Regions from separate parts of the Mus musculus genome. Here all the other regions are linked to region 1. A link is a contact called in public promoter capture Hi-C data. All regions are on one chromosome and are shown on one strand. Each heading gives the region's core, a stretch centred on a gene start, on an enhancer-like site or on the middle of the called end of the contact. The rest is flanking DNA. Distances are from core to core; before and after follow the strand shown. Region 1 holds the start of Ltbr (lymphotoxin B receptor). Region 2 holds the start of Lrrc23 (leucine rich repeat containing 23). Region 3 holds the start of Atn1 (atrophin 1).

The links. Promoter capture Hi-C pulls out the DNA fragments that hold promoters and counts their contacts.
Region 2: a promoter capture Hi-C map of liver shows a contact between it and region 1, with 2.2 times the contacts expected there. The contact joins the promoter of Lrrc23 here to the promoter of Ltbr in region 1. A contact is called at or near these places in 3 of 39 promoter capture datasets (liver and pre-B cells), 1 of 115 datasets of contacts at active chromatin or transcription factors (pancreatic cancer cells) and 1 of 9 other capture datasets (pancreatic islet).
Region 3: a promoter capture Hi-C map of neutrophils shows a contact between it and region 1, with 4 times the contacts expected there. The contact joins the promoter of Atn1 here to the promoter of Ltbr in region 1. A contact is called at or near these places in 3 of 39 promoter capture datasets (liver and neutrophils) and 1 of 115 datasets of contacts at active chromatin or transcription factors (pancreatic cancer cells).

What each region holds. Positions count from the first base shown.
Region 1 is chr6:125,312,462-125,315,161 of GRCm38.p6, reverse strand. Ltbr (lymphotoxin B receptor) reads left to right here and starts at 1,277. Exons shown (of 10, transcript NM_010736.4): 1 at 1,277-1,572; 2 at 1,676-1,772; 3 at 2,043-2,168; 4 at 2,252-2,410. The coding sequence starts at 1,477. It also overlaps a transcript of Scnn1a not described here.
Region 2 is chr6:124,778,284-124,780,983 of GRCm38.p6, reverse strand. Lrrc23 (leucine rich repeat containing 23) reads left to right here and starts at 1,257. Exons shown (of 8, transcript NM_001302555.1): 1 at 1,257-1,334; 2 at 1,838-1,972; 3 at 2,058-2,167; 4 at 2,639-2,700. The coding sequence starts at 1,856.
Region 3 is chr6:124,755,129-124,757,832 of GRCm38.p6, reverse strand. Atn1 (atrophin 1) reads left to right here and starts at 1,346. Exons shown (of 10, transcript NM_007881.4): 1 at 1,346-1,537.

The DNA of each region.
Region 1 (2,700 bases), core at 28-2,527:
AGCTATTGCAAGAGAAGGCTTTCCCTCATTCCAAATGAGAGTCCAACCCCACCCCCCACCCCCGAGTCACAAGGGAGGCAGGACAGATGTTGCCATGGGCTGGGATCTGAAAATCAGATCTGGACTGCAGTTAAGTTCTTCCAGAGTGGCTAAGCGGTGTGGACAGCCTTCATTTACACAACGAATATGTACCTGGCCAGTGGCATAAGCCAGATCATGCTAGACTCCGTGAGCCTAGACTAAATAGCCAAACCAGGCCACGGGCCAGCCAATAGCCTAGTAAGGAGCACAGGGCAGACATTAGGGTTCCTTGGGGGCTCCATGGCTGTTTTCTTAATAGAAATTTAGAGGGGTGTGTGTGTGAAGGGGGCTGGGGGGGGGGGTTGGGAATCAGTAGACGTGGGAAAAAGGGGTGTCACATACTTCCAGCAGCTCTGGGCTATTAATGGCAGGAAGAAAAGGCCCACCAGGCTTAACGATCTTGGAACCCTGTGCACCGCTGCCTGGCACCCTGGGCAGGTCTTCTCTAGAAAGTAAGGTACCTACACTGGCTGGGCTCTCAGGTCCCTCGGTTTAAGAGAGTTATAGGCTTATGTGCACACACGCTGGAACTAGGCTACCCAGCCCCAGCCCAGAAGCCCCCACTCACCAGGACCTGGGTTTACACACGCCCACCCTTCCGTGAGAGAGGTCCCAGAGGAGAGGACAGATTCAGGGCCAGCTGAACTCTCTCCAGTGTCTTGTGGTGTGCGCCCTGGTGTGTGGCGTGGGTGGGCTTGTTACTGTGGAAGCTTCTTTTTAAAAAGTCACAGAGTGGAGCAGGCCCTCAGTCTCTGCCAAGTGGGATGCCTGGCCAGACGCTGGCTGCATCTGCTAACCACCTCTGGGTATCCTGGCTGGGTGCACTGTCAATCCCTGGCGCCTCCTCTTTGCAAATCTGACACCCAGCTGTCCACAGCTCTCTGCCTCAACGTCCACGGCAGGTCAACCAAGTCAGCTCTGCCTCGGGCTCTCGGAGGTGGGCCTGACTGATGGCTAGCCACTGTCTCTGCTGCCCCCCTTTCGGCCAGCAAGCGATCCTAATCCGCAATCCCCTCTGAGAGCCAGGCTTCCGAAGAAAGGTGGAGGCCGGGTTCCGGGCCTGCAGCTCTCACGTGCTTTCCCGGCCACCCCCTCCCGCCCTGCGTCGAGGCGGCCAAGCCTGTTCCTCTTCCCCCCCCCCGTCGCGATTGCGACAGGCCGGCCTCTGCTCCCAGGGCTCCCTGCCCCCGCCCCCGGCCGGCTCGCTCCACTCCCACTTCCTGAGCCCGGCGCTGGAGCCCTGGAGGCCAGGCCCGGCCGCTCCCGGCCCCCGGGGGCACGTCGGCCCAGCCGCCAGGCTTGGGAAGTCGTGGCCAACGCTGCTCAGGACGTCCGGGCTTCCCACCTTCCTCCTAGGACTCCACCCGGTCTGGTCAGCCGAGCCGAAAGGCCGCCATGCGCCTGCCCCGGGCCTCCTCTCCCTGCGGCCTGGCCTGGGGGCCACTCCTGCTGGGACTCAGCGGGCTTCTGGTGGCCTCTCAGCCCCAGCTGGTGAGGGAGGGGCTAGGTGGGATGGACCAGGTTTCTCTCTAGCCCTTCTGCCCTCCAGAGCTGACCCTGCCTCATTCTTCTCTTTCTCCGCCTCCTCTGGAAGGTGCCCCCTTATCGCATAGAAAACCAGACTTGCTGGGACCAGGACAAGGAATACTACGAGCCCATGCACGACGTCTGCTGCTCCCGCTGTCCCCCAGGTGAGAACAGTGGCTCCAAGTGGCTTGGGTGGTAGAGGTGAGCCAGAATGAGCCAGCACTGCTAAAACTAGCCAGGAAGGAGAGTCTACGAAGCATTAGCATTGTCCCACGGACACTGAGATTTGAAGAGGTAGCGGCATGTAGCCATGAAGACAGGATGGGGACAAAGAGACCAAGGAGAGGCTCCGAGGCATGCAGCAAGCAGAGGCAGCGGACGCAGAGATGGACTTCTTGTCTCCTGATAACCCTCTTTCCCCATTCGCCTCATAGGCGAGTTTGTCTTTGCGGTATGCAGCCGCAGCCAAGACACGGTTTGCAAGACTTGCCCCCATAATTCCTATAATGAACACTGGAACCATCTCTCCACCTGCCAGCTGTGCCGCCCCTGTGACATTGGTAAGTGGGGACTCATCTGGATCTGCATGATGGGTACGACTGGGAGGGCCAGCTCCTCTCTGACTCTTCCCTCTCCCTGACAGTGCTGGGCTTTGAGGAGGTTGCCCCTTGCACCAGCGATCGGAAAGCCGAGTGCCGCTGTCAGCCGGGGATGTCCTGTGTGTATCTGGACAATGAGTGTGTGCACTGTGAGGAGGAGCGGCTTGTACTCTGCCAGCCTGGCACAGAAGCCGAGGTCACAGGTCAGAGGTCACTGAGGGCAGCCAGTAAAGGGAGGCTGGGCATCAAGGGCAAGGAACGTGATACTGTGCGCATGGTGCTTCTCCCCACTGGTACTGTGAGTGTGGTACCTCTGCCCACTGGGAGAACCATAAAGAATCTATCAGTCCTTGAAAAAGGCTCACAGGAGGGGGTCTGCCAAGACATGAACTGGTATGAGGAGCTTAGAAGGTAGCTCCCTCCTGTCAGCCCTGGGGAAGCTTGGGCAAAACGGCAGGCTGCAAAGCCAAGCTTGGGAAAGGTAGCAACTACA
Region 2 (2,700 bases), core at 8-2,507, 530 kb after region 1:
ACTTTCTGACTTCCAGCCCACACATATTCCATCAGACCACTTTGCAATCTTTAAAAAGATTAGTTTACCCAAGTGTATGGTTGTGTGTGTATGTGTGTGTGGGTGGGGAGAGTATGTGCATGAAGGCCAGAGACATTGGATCCCCTGGAGATGGAGTCCTAGATGGTTGGGAGCCACCTTTTGTGGGTGCTGAAAACTCTGCAATTGCACGAGTGCTCTCAACCCCTGAGCCATCTAGCCTCCAATTTGCATTTTATATAAAGCAGGTAACAATTAGTCCCATGTGTTCCTGTATCAAGCATTCTCTTTTCCTTAGACTCCACAAGATAGTGTTAGTTGGGCATGGTTGCGCTCACCTGTAATCCCAGTGTTTAAGAGGCTGGGAAAGGAGTGACTTCGAGGCAGCCTGGCTTACATAGAAAGTCTGCTGCTTCAGAGGAAAACAGCAACAGCGAAGACACAGAGTAACTCAGCAGACTCCTCCCAGTTCTTAACGTTACGTTTATTCTACAGAATTCTAGAGGACTGCTAGTAATCAGCAGATCTACCAAGACTCCAAGCCAGACCTTTTATTTTTTAGATGTATTAATTTTATTATTTTATGTGTAGAGGTCAGAAGATGGCATCAGATCGCTAGAGCAGGAGTTACAGATGGTTTGTGAGTGCTGGGAATAGAGCTGGGTCTTTTAGAAGAACAGCCAGGGCCCTTAATCTCTGAGTTATCTTTCCTGCCAGAGGGGGTCGCAGGGGTCGCAAAGCTGGGTCTTAAAGGTTTGCACCACCAGGCCACCTTCGAAGTAAATGAGCGGAACCCGGCCAGCAACAAATCCCATAACTTAGTATTTCTTGCTTCTCTTCGTGCCTTTCCCCCCTCATCCATCTCCTTTTTGCTTCTTAGGTATAGTCTTAAAGCCCAATTCCTTTGCATCCGGACATCTAATTGCTTTAAGGACTTAATGGCCAGCCCCGCCTCCCTCCCGCTTCTCAGTGCTGCTGTTAATATTGGACCATTGTTTTATGTCCGCCGACAATTAACTCCTTGACACTCTTTTCTCGCCTTCTCCTGGTTCCTGGGATTAGAAATTTGGCCTCGTAACCTGGCAACTACTGAGCTACCCGCTGAGGGTGGAAAGAGGGGCGTTAGGGTTTTTGCTTTGCGGTTGAGGTACTCTAAACTCTCAACGGAAGCTGGCTGCAAAGCTAAGCGTCCCGCCCCTGTTGCCATAACAACAATAAATAACTCCGGCTACCCCGTTGCGTCTTCCAAAAAAACAGTCTTGGCGTCTCAGCACAAAGATCCTCTCCTTAACTACTTCTAGAGGAGCAGAGTCAGGGTCTGCGCCCACTTCTGAAGGCGAACTGGGTTGGAGGGTTGAAGACTTCGTGTCAGGGAAATGGTGGTGTTAAGCAAAGAGGCCGCATTAGAAGAGGGGTTGGGGTGGAAGGGAACCCAACCCGGAGGTGAGGTGTGGGTAAAGAAGGGGAGGAGGAGTAGGTAGGGGAGATTTTAGGAGGACATGTAGAACTGTATCAAAGGGAATTGAGGAAGGAGGACGCTGGGCTGCTGGGACACTGTTGGAGGCAAGTGACAGCAGGAACAGTCCGGGAGTGTGGGAAAGTGTCCTGAAGGGAGCAGGGGTGGAGTGGGAGGAGGCTCCGAGCAGAGACTGGGAGTCCAAAGACGGTCTCCAGCATGAGGAAAGATGCACAAGTGGGAGTTCAGAGGAGACAGACTGTATAGGGCACCTGTAGCTGGAGGTGAGGGACTGGAGGGTTGGGGGGGTGGGAGCTAAGACCTTCTTTCTCAGGACCAGGACTGAGTCTCATCTGACTCCAGAGCGCAGGGCAGAGAAAGATGTCGGATGAAGATGATGTGGATGACGTTGATGCAGAACAGGATGAAGTGGAAAGTGACAAGGAGATAGAGGAATGGGAAGACTACAGGAAAGAGACAGAAGAAGCCTCTGAGGAAGTGAGAGCCTGCTTCAGGAGGGCTCCCGGGGCTCGGGACTAGAGGGGAGCTGGAGAGGGATGCCTGTATTCCCCACCTCTTACAGTGGCTGCCCACCCCCATCACGGAGGCCATGATGAAGGAAGGGCTCTCATTACTCTGCAAGATTGGCAGTGGACTGGCTCACGCTTATATTAAGCTGGAGGCTAAGGACAGGTGAGGACTGCGAGACGGGAGCATCTCGTGCCTTCCCTCTCTCATTCCTGAGTGTTTGGGCTAGAGCTCATGGGAAGACATGGTGGGCTTCGCTTTTCAGAACGTCCGTCCGGGACTCTTAGGTGACTGGGAGGGTAGCTTAGCAGTGGAGAACTTGCCTAGTATGCACAAGGCTCCAGGTTCATTCCCAGCACCAAAAACAACACACTGAAGCTTCTGTGGAGGAGTCTCTGTTTGGCTCCGAGATGTAGCTTAGTAGTATGAAAGGTCGTCTGCCATGTGCAAGGCACTAGTTTTGATCTCTGCACTGAAAAACAAGAAGAAAACCCCACTTGCCTCCTCTTCCCCTCCGTCTCTGTCATCCCAGTACAAGGCTTCTCTGCATTGCTCTCTGTCCTAGCACCTGTGCCGTTTCTCTCTGGGTTCTTATCCTTTCCGGTGGATCTCTCCCCCCCCCCTCCCACCTCCTAGGGACCTCACAGACATCTCCTTACTGCGCTCCTATATCCATCTTCGCTATGTGGATATTTCTG
Region 3 (2,704 bases), core at 97-2,596, 560 kb after region 1:
AGGTCCTTTCCACCTAATCCCCCACTTCATCCCTTCTGTGACCATGACCAAAGATGCTACTAGTAATGACTTCAGACTTGAGAAGGTCTAGTTCAGGAACCTCGAGAAAATGAAGGGCCCAAAAGTGAAGTGCCACCTCTTAGTTACCTCTTCCACACTAGGGCCTGGACCCCAGTCTGTCACTCCTCCAGGGTTCTCCCTCCGTCTCTAGCTCCTCTCTTTTCCCATCACTGGCCCTCCCACCACGTTGCCACAAAAGCCCTATTTATCTTGTGTTTCCTTCCAGACCTCTCTAATTCATTCTCCTCCACTTTATTTGCCAAAGGAAATAGTTCTTAGTTCGATTGGAAGTCCCCACATTCATGTTTACCAACCCAGCCCACCCCAGTCTCCCTCTAGAATAGGCATCCTCTGCCCTCCACCCCTCTTCTGAGACTTCTCATGCCTTCTCTCCCACAGAGGGATCTCCGGACTTGCCTCCAGCTTTCCTTCATCATTCCCAAATTCTTGTGGTTTGCATTCTTCTCAACACCAATCACTGCCTTAAACGCTTATCTCTTCCAGAAACACCATTCTCCTAGTACGTCTTCATCCTTTCCCGCCCAGGTCCACAAACTTCCATCGTAGGCTCTCCAAAATAGCTCCTAAACCCCTCCAGCCTCTACTTCTGGCCCTTCCTCTCCATCTTTCCAATACAGTCCCATTATCCAAATCTCTACTTCATAATTCCCCAAACTCCACCTACTTCACCCCTGCCACAGCCCCTCTTGTCCCCAAACTTCTCCAGCCTCCCCAGGTCTGCCTTCGCAGTCCACAGCCCCTCCCACCCAGCCCTCTCCCGCGCGGGGCCCGCGAGCTCCCCACGCTCTGCGCAGCGAGGCCCTCTCTCTCTGCGCCCCGGCCGGCTTCGGCCAACTCGCCCGGCGCCTCCCCTTCCCCGATCCTCCGCCCCCCGACTGCCGCGCGCTCCCTCCCTCGCGTCTCCTCCGGGCCCCTCTCTCTCCTCCGTTCCTCCGCGCTCCCTCCTTCTCCCTCTTCCTCCCTGCTCCCATCCCCCTCTCCCGAGCGCCCTCCCTCCGCCGTCCGCTTTCCTGTGCGAGTCGCCGGACGCGCCGCCCAGCCTGTCCGTCCGCCCGCAGCCCCGCGCCCGACCGGGGCCTCGGGCCAGGACGCGTTTCGGGGTGGCAGGCCTCGGGGCGGGCTAGGGGCGCGCGGCACCAGCGGCGGGAGGGTCGGGGGTCGCGGGCCTCGCCGGGACCGCGAGTGCGGGCGGAGGCGGGCGGTGCGGCGGGGGCGGGCGCGGGCGGCGCGTTCCGGGCGGGAGGGCGGGCGAGGAGCGCGAGAAGCCGATCGGGGCTGCGCGGGGAGCCGGGCATGGGGGCCGCCCTCCGGGGGGGCCGGGGCCGCCGCCGCCGCCGCCGCGGCAGCGACTGAAGCCGCGCTGTAAGGAGGGGCGGGGAGTGGCCGCCGCCGTCCCCGGGAGGCGCCGGAGCCCGACCGCACTCGCAGCCAGCCAGCCGTCCCGAGCTGCTCGCAGGTAAGGTCCGCTGCCGCCGGCCCGGGCCGCCCCGTTCCGGCCCGCGGCTCCCCGCCCCCACCCCTCCCGGTCCCCCCTCCCGCCGCCGCCTCCATTTGTTATTTTCCCGGTCGCGTTCCCTCATTGCGGGCACGACCGGGCCCGAGGCTGGGGACTCAGGGGGTGGGGCCGCCCGGAGGAGGGACGCGGGCCTGGGAGTCGCGAGCTCGGGAGGTGGGGGGAGGAGGGTTTTGGGAGGAGGGCTGACGGGGCCGAGCGTCGCCAGGACCAGAGCCTAAAGGGGAGGAACGCCGAGGTGGAGACTTGGCGGAGGTAAACCGGGGGATGCTGTGCGGGTGGTTCGCGGAGAAGGCAGGACGGATCGGAGAGATGGCAGCGAGGTGGGGCGTGAAGGCTCCAGTAACCCCACAGGCCCAGCACCGGGTTTCCAGGTTGCGGGTCTTGGGAACAGGGAAAGGGGTGTGGTAGGTGGTAAAATGAGGGTTGTAGCTGCCGAGACGGGGGATTGAACCTGGGGGGAATGGAGATGAACCGGGAGAGGCCCAGCTTTGAGAAGACCGACGTTTTTTGGGGTGGAAATGGGAAGGCCATATCTTTTGTGACTCAGTTTTCTTTCCCCCAATCCTGGTCACCTCTGACCCCGTTTTCCTAATCCCAGACCTAGTTACTTCGTGAAGGGGGGGCACTGAGTCTTGGTAGTGTGAGTCCTCCTAACACGAATAAGAAAGGCAGGGATACTGAAGGGAGAATTGGGAAGGTTGGGAGGATGGGAAAGAAGAGAAGATTGGGCAATCATATAGGCATTCCAAGGAATTGTGACCTCCACCCTCACCCCCAGAGCATTGGCTGTCCCATAGGAGGACTTCCTTACTGCCTTGATCTCAGAGATCTCTTTGTGCCTGGGGTAGGTTACCCTAAAGCTCCCTTTCCTGAAAGGTTGGAGTTGCTCTGGCAACTAAGGTGGTAATAGTGGCTGCCAGATGGACCCCTGGGATGGTCTCTTGGGGGGCACTTTTTTTTTTTATCCATTTTGTTGCCATGGTAGTGAGACAGTGGGAAGTCCAATAGGTGGGGATTCAGTATGTAGATTGGGCCTCTCTCAGCCTGTAGCTTTGTCCTTGGTGGGTCTCCGGGAGATGTTTCTGGTGTTGCCCCAAGTAGGGTTTC